2 separate regions of the Astyanax mexicanus genome follow, and region 2 is linked to region 1. The links are chromatin contacts, called in public Hi-C maps. All regions are on one chromosome and are shown on one strand. Each heading gives the region's core, a stretch centred on a gene start, on an enhancer-like site or on the middle of the called end of the contact. The rest is flanking DNA. Distances are from core to core; before and after follow the strand shown.

Region 1 (4,034 bases), core at 1,515-4,014:
CTGCAGTTGGTAAAATGATCGGTAAAGGAGAATCTGGCGTGAAATGGACATGGGTTGTAGTTAAACATGAATATAAGCAAAAACTTTTGTCAACCAGCCCACCTCCATTCACCCCCAGCATTGTAAAATACAGCGCTTTCAGCCAATGCTCCCAACATGCTTACAATGCTAGTGATAGGGGCATGCAATGAAATTGCTATTTGTACACCACTAACAAGCTCACAGTAGCTCCACACTTCATTGGTACAATTAGAAACTGGTTAGAAGTTTTAAATGCTTTCTGTAATAACTACTATAACACAATATTGTATTTTTACTTTCAAGTATAGTGCTTAAAGAACACTTAAACTTCTACACAGGTCACTTTTTGATAGAGCACTCATACTTTCATTCAAATGTGGGACAAATATAGACAAACATACATGTCTGGTTTGCATAGACATGCATTCATTCCTTCACTATAGGTGGTAATGACCGTAACCGGTAGCATCTGGCTAGAATTGACTGAGTAAATAATCAAGCAACTGTCAGAATTCACATCCACATTCAATGCAGGAGGTCACAAACATACATCCCACAGGTCAACGAAGCATTTAGTAGCTTTCTTGGGACGTGACACAAAGTAAAGGCTCAGATTTAAACTTAGATGTCTCAATACACAGCAATCTGACCAGTGTAAATTCACATTTACAGCCCTATTCAACAATCACCAAAAATACAGGATGAGCAGGAGTATTCTGAAAGCTAAAAGAATCACATCAAACATTATGAAGCTTTTAAAGCTAAACAAGCAGCTTTTTGTTTGCTTCACTTTTAGATTCACATTGATGTAGCTTTCAATCAGTATCAGCATTTGACTGATTATATCAAAAGATGATCAGCATTTCAGTACCACCCTCAAAAACACTGACCTGTCCATCTCTTGTGTTAAGAGTACAATAAACACAGTGTTCCACATCTGGTGTGAAATCTTATCTATCTTAAAACAACAGTGGAACAGTGTAGTGGATAACAACACTGCAGACCCAGGGCAAACAGGGTTTCAATGACAACAACCACACTAGCTACATAATAAGAGTTCTTTGGCAAGAAAGACTTTTAATGCCACATTTTTCTATCTGTATAAAGCAATTCCAATGTACTGGGTGTGCATCAGACAGATTCTGTTATGTTAATTCATTACAGAGGTTTATTGCATTAATTTGTGAATCTCAGTAGATAGTAGGGGTGGGTAATATGGCCTTAAAATAATATCAGCAGTATTTTCGCAAAGACGATTTCATTATGGAACGCCCCTAACTGAATTTTATCATAGAAGTCAATGATCCAGAATGTCATGATACTAATAATGAACTCCAAATATCTCCATATATCCAGAATTAAAGTAAAATAAATGATACTGGACAGATATAATCTGTAGTAGATATATACTGGGAAATGAGAACAATGTGAAATATTCTTCTGCTAAAAACAGCAAAAAAGTACTACCCTAATGTGATAATTAGGGGTGGGTGATATGGGTCGATATTTCAGAGTATTATATCGTGAACGATAATTAAAAAATGTTGACAATATTATTGCGTAAAATTCGATATGGCACATCTTTAATAGATAAACATTTGCTTCTTCCAGAAAAAAAAAAAAACATATTTGTGTGTCAGTGATTTTTAGATTTTATTTTTTTTAGCTGAGATATAGGAGGTTGTTTTTACATTGTGTTTGTTGTTACGCGAGAACTGAAAATTTAAATCATAATCTCACATATTTTGATTGTTTTATTTTTTGCAGGTTGCGGTGCTCGTGCACGGTCACTTAAACTGGTATAAAGTGTGTATTTATGTATGTAGTCTACAGTTCCCATTACTGTTCTTTCTCTGTTTTGGCTTGTGCTGGCTGCTCCCTTTCTTTCTTTCTTTCTCTCTCTCTCTCCTTCTTTATCATCCCCCCATTGATATGCATCCCCACTCCTCCACAGGCCTGCCTGTCATTCTCATTAGCCACAGCAGAGAGCAGGGCAGCCCACCACCCCACTCAGGGCCACATCCTGCAGACCCACAGCCAGCCTGCCTGCATCTGCATGGGCTTAGAGGAGAAATGTGTAAAATGGTTGGAGCTGGGTTGGTAGATCTACACGAAGCTCATTCACCAGGATATGGAGGATCTATCTCACTTAGTTAGTTAGCTGGATCTGGATGCTGATGCCCTGCTGTGGGGCTGCCAGACAGTTTCTCTCTCAGCAGCTGTAGCCAATGTCTGTAAATGCAACCAAGCAGCTTTGAATTAAGCCTTATAATAAAATAATAGAGAAGAGTAATTACTAACGTTAGCTGCTGCTACAAGCTCCATCAGATCCATGAACAATGCAGAGAAACGCAGCTACTAATGCACCGAATGAATGAACGAATGAATGAATGGAGGAAAGGTTTCTGGTTCTGTTTTGTTAAATATGTGTATAAAAGCGTTATTTATATCAGAGCGAGACTCACCGCAACGCTGGAAACAGCGGATTCTGGTCTCTCGATCATCGTGCTGCCGTGCTGCCTCCGCCCAGCCTTAACGCGAACAGATCAGGCATAAAGCACCCACAGCCTCGCCGATAAAACCGCGTATCTCCAACCCTGCAGCTGTACCGCTCCGTGCCGTGCCCTGCTGCCTCCAGACCGGGCCTGCTCGCTACACCGCTCGCTGTGGACGGCAGGACGGTATGAATGCCATGCAGCCCGCGGGGGCAGTCAGCAGCACCGCAGTAAAGGCCGCCGGACTGTGGGCGGGATTGTGGAGGGGTTAATTTCCCACCCGTTTTCATTCAAGCACCGCCTCCTCAACCACCATTGGCTGATACTGCGAGCTCTAACGCAGCCTAAAGCAGCCGATTGGACAGTTTAGAAGTCAGTCACGTCACCTTAGCAACCGTAAAACGCCGTAAAGAGGAAAAACATTATACTAATTTTAAAAATGTATTTTTGTTTTCATTTTTGTTGCCCTTTAAGTTAGTCATATTTATTTTAATTTATTTATATTTCCATTTACTTATTAATTACATATTGATTTCTGTTTTTGTGATCACTAGCAAAAAAACACGAGTAGTAATATTTAAAGTTTACCAAAAAAGAGTATATAATAAGTATATAAATTTCGTATATGATATTTAATATGTTTAATGGTTATGATATGTTTATTTATATGTGTATTTAAACAGTACAGTATGTGGTCATGTAATTTAAAAGGTAGGATAACAACAACAAAATCAATAGATAGATTATTATTATTATTATTATTATTATTATTATTATTATTATAAATATTATTGTTATTATTATTATTATTAGTAGTAGTAGTAGTAGTAGTAGTAGTAGTAGTAGTAGTAGTATTGTTTTTATATAAATAATTTAGCTACAGTTGGTTTATATATTTTTATTTTTTTTATTCTAATTTAATACCTACTGATTCTCTCAGGCTTTTAAGTCCAGAGCGGTTTATGTTGTTAGTTGTCTGTTTTGTCTTGATCTACTCTGTCGAGTCATCAGAATTTTTTTTGTTATTTTAAACTAGGTATTTGTTGTACAGCACTTTAGTCGACACTCGTTGTTATTGTGTTGCTAGTATTATTCATTTGATTTTTTTTTTACATAAATTATAGCAGAACCTTTTTTCTTTGATTATTTTATTATATGCTGCCCCGCCCCTTTACGCCTCTTCACTGTCCAATCAGTGCTCCTCTTTCCGTACAGGGGGCGGGATATTCTACGAAAACAGGTGGAAGAAAAAAATCTGTTTCATTGGAAACTTTGCGTTACGTCATGTGGGCGTAGACCGACCTTCGCTTTGTGATTGGTTTAAAATTCCAGAAATGCATTGTGGTTGTTGAAGTTTTAAAAACAGAGGCGGAGAAACTCTAGCGAGGAGAATGCCAGCATACAGTAGCTGTGCTAAGATCTATGTTGTCCAAAAAAAAAAAGAAAAAAATTAATAGTTAATAATATTTAATAATATATTTAATGATATAATCGGATAAACTGATCCAGAACCTATAG
Region 2 (3,982 bases), core at 715-3,214, 53 kb before region 1:
ACTGTGAAATCTTTGTAAAACATTCTGCGAGTTTAATGTTCGTGTGATCTCTTTAAGACTGGAGTCTGTAGGTTTTCTTAGGACGTTAACTGAAGGGGAAATTATCAGTTAAACTTGACAAAAGGATGAAGACACTGAAGACAAATCTTTAAAAAGACATCACACAAAACAAGAGACAGATCCTCCTTAAAGCAGACAAACATTCCACACACTCAGAGTTTACACAGCAGAAACGATTATTAGCATTTCAGACTAACGCAGGCAGAACCCCGTCCTGGTCAGGTGGTTAACAGGTAAACAAACAAACAATCACACACAGATGTTTACTGATTAAACGTTTAAACAGCTGTCAGCACAGAGAAACACAGTCACGTGGTTAAACGGTCAAACACAGACATCAGGGGCTCGTTAGCAGCAGTCTGGACCGTTAACTGGGAAACCAAAACAAACAGGAGGAAAAAAAGAGCAGATGCTTTCAGTCTTCATCTGGAATTCTGGAAAAGACCACAGATACTGTTTCCTTCAGGATGCTGGTATGAATAAACTGCCAGTGAACACCAACTCCAGAGCTTCTGCACTGATCAGACACTAGAGGGAGCTCATCACACAGTTAAAATAAATGGAGGTCTATGAAGCTTAGGTGCAAAACTGGTGTTTACAAATGGACAATTATTTAGTTTGTATTGACTTATTTTATAGAAAATTCAGTTACAGAGCTGTGTAATTTATATATTTTATGTCAGTGAGTAATATTAGAATTTAGTTGCCCTACTAATTACAGTATAACAATAGGAAGGGATTGATTATTAAAACTACTTTATATATTTTATTTTCATTTATTTAATTATTTGACTATATGATTTGTTTTATAAAATGTTGTGTATATGTAGAGAATGTAGAGAAATGATCTATATGGTTATTTTGCTGGAGGAAAATGTTAATAAATAAAAATGGAATAAAAACAAATATCAGAATTAATTAAATATATTTAATTAATTCTGATATTTGTTTTTATTCCATTTTTATTTATTAACATTTTCCTCCAGCAAAATAACCATATAAATCATTTCTCTGTTTTGGGAGAAATCTTTTTTTTTTTCTTTACTGAAAAATTTACTTGACTTCATTTAATAGATTTTATTTTACTAAACTAGCCTGTGCTTTATTTTGATTTTAATTTCTTCATTCTTTGAAATGGCTTAAAATAAAATAAATTATAGAAACTATTAGATTTCTCTCAAAAGGAAGAAATAGTTGATAAATCATTAATTATTGGACAGGGTTTATTTTTTTACTTTACATTGCTTTGCATTAGAGTTGGGAGATCTAATAAAAAATGATGTGTTATTTCAGGGTACCTCTGTGATAATATTCTTGGCAATATCATAAAACATACTGCAACAAAACATAATGTGACAAAAATGGAATGCAACAAATTTGGTGCATGCATTTAAACTGCACACATACATTATATACAAATTATACAAAAAAATGGTTTCTTTTATGTTTAAAAAATCTATAAAATGCACACCCCTACTTTGCATAATACTGTAAATTAAATTTTAATCAGAATTGTTTTGTGAGAACAACTAGAAACATTTAATATTTCCATCCATGCAGCTCCATTTACTCCTATTTACTTGTATTTACTGTTCAGTTGTTGCTATAATGAGATAATTAAAAAGTGTACAGGCTCCGCCTACACTGGCTCTGTTACACCCTAATCAAACTGCTTTACAGCTACAGTATACCTCCTGATTTACTGAAACTCTAACATGCTTTAAAGCAAGAACCAATCCAAGTGGACCACCTTACCCAGGAGGAGGGACATGTGCTGACTGATCATTCCGCATTACCCGTCCACTACAGCCACCTACCTGTGAAGAAGCAGGTGAAGGGGCGGGGCTGTGGAGCTCAAAGACTCTCCAGCAGGAGACCTGCGACCCTGATTGACTACTAAAGCTAAGAATGGTGGGGTTACATGGCGTGGCGATGACAAGCGGAGAGGAACCAGCCAGACTGATGGAGCCGGAAGGAGGCAGGTCAGGGGAGGGATCACAGGGCCATGAGGGATCATGGAATTTGTAGTTCTACTAAGGGGGTCACATTTGGATGGCACAGCAGCTGCGAACACTTATTTACTACTTGTTTATCCTCAATTATGTATTAAACATAAACAGCTGATTTAAATTAGTATGTGGTCGATTTTATGGTCAAAAAGAAAAGAACCTTGGAGTTTATAAAGGCCTGTTTGCCTATATACTGTTTGAAAAAGATGTTGATAAAAAAAAAAGCTATGTTCACACAGCAGGTAAATGTGGCCCAAATCTGATCTTTTATATCAAAAGTGTGGCTGTGTTAACAGCAAAAAAACCTTATGAATCTGACATTTTTAATTTCAAATCTGGGCCGGTTCAATTTGTGGTATTGATATTCCAATAGATATCTGATTCTCAGCAATGTGACTGTCTGAACGACCAGATCAGAAATTAGACAACGAGTATAGCGGACAATAGCTGTGAGGAGATGGGAAAATGGACAGCAGCGAGATAACAGAGCTAATAAATATTTTGGCAGATATTTCTATTTCAATAATATTCTAAGGCTTGTGTATCAGTCATTTGGTGTTCCTAATGAGCTGGTCGATAAATCTGACGGTGGCCGAATAATGTGTAAGTTTCGGCGAGCTGGAGTAAATTCTCAGTGATAAGCTCAGCTGCAGTCTGAACTCAATTAAGCGCTTGACATTCTGGCTGAGGTTAAAGTGAAACTTAACGTGAAGCATTGCTCTGTCCCGCATGTGTGCCACTTACAAAGCATGAAAAATTGAGAGAGATGTCAGATAAGGGTTACATTAAAAAGATTGTGTAAATCCCGGCTGTGTGAATGTAGCCATAGTGAATTTGCAAAGAGACCTAACATTAGAACCATTCTCTGAAAGATCTACAGTCCTGTGTAAATGTCAGAAAGCACCCCTTGTGTATTTCATTTCTTGACAAAACCATGATTAAGCATTGAAAGAATGACTAACTCCATTATCAGATGTTTGAATGTTAATGTGCCCACCATTACATTTATTATACCTTAAAGTTTCTGCTACATACCACCTCATCTTTTAAACATGGTGGTGGGAGAGTTCTACAATCTACAAGGAGATTATTAAAGACCTCCTTCTCATGATTCCAGTCCTCCCAAACCCTTTCAAAGATGTTGAGCTCTGGACACAAATGGTGGTCAAGTACATTTTGCAGGCTGTTATTGTTCCTCTTTTCTCTGGAACCAAAACAGACTGGTGTGATGATTCACACACACTTTCAAAAGATGTGGAAAGTTCTTCACAGCAAGCATTTAACTCAGAAAGTCCCCAAGTGACACACTGAACATCCTGAACGCAGTCACTGGATAGTATTTTAATGTGGATTTGCAGTCAACGAACCAATGTTAAAAGTGTAAAAGTGTATTTCTGTGTGTAGGAACTTTGTGTTTTCGGTTGCCAAGATGGCAAAAGCCAAAAATGTACTAAACACACCTAATTTCCAGACCACCACGCCCATCAGTGTGAATAAAAGATGCAGGCGCAAGGTGTGAAAATAGACTGTTGTCAGGGTGTAAGATAGCAATGAGTCCTGAGGTGCAGGTTGAAAGATAGGGCCCAACAAAAAAAAAAAAAAAATTAACTTATCTAGTTGATCAAGTCTGAATCAATATTCCAAACTTGATTTGGCCTAATATGGGTTTATTTTTTGAGGTCTAATTTTGAAAGTCCACATTCTTCCTTGCATAAGTGAATTTTATGTAACCTCAGTACATAAATATGCTGTGAAAAGTTAACAGTGTTTACCTAACAGCAGTTTTGACTGGAAATTAAATAAACAAAGGGTGCCTTTCCTTTCTGCAGAACTGTGAGCTTTCAACATTATTAAATTCCATCATAAAGATATTCGTCCAATCAAAGATTCTCGTCACAAATTAACACTGCCAC

The links. A called contact is a pair of places that touch in the nucleus more often than the background predicts.
Region 2: a contact with region 1 is called in a Hi-C map of muscle, with 19 times the contacts expected there. The contact joins the enhancer-like site here to the promoter of septin15 in region 1. A contact is called at or near these places in 2 of 3 Hi-C or Micro-C datasets (both in muscle).

The regions. Positions count from the first base shown.
Region 1 is chr10:7,903,760-7,907,793 of AstMex3_surface, reverse strand. It overlaps septin15 (septin 15), which reads right to left and starts at 2,764. Exons shown (of 13, transcript XM_049483872.1): 1 at 2,487-2,764. The coding sequence starts at 2,525.
Region 2 is chr10:7,955,868-7,959,849 of AstMex3_surface, reverse strand. The region is part of intron 8 of septin15 (septin 15); the gene reads right to left. Among protein-coding and RNA genes, the nearest start is that of LOC111195762, 16 kb to the left of the region's middle. Within about 2 kb of position 1,964, the one cell type or tissue checked has an H3K27ac peak away from gene starts, as active enhancers do.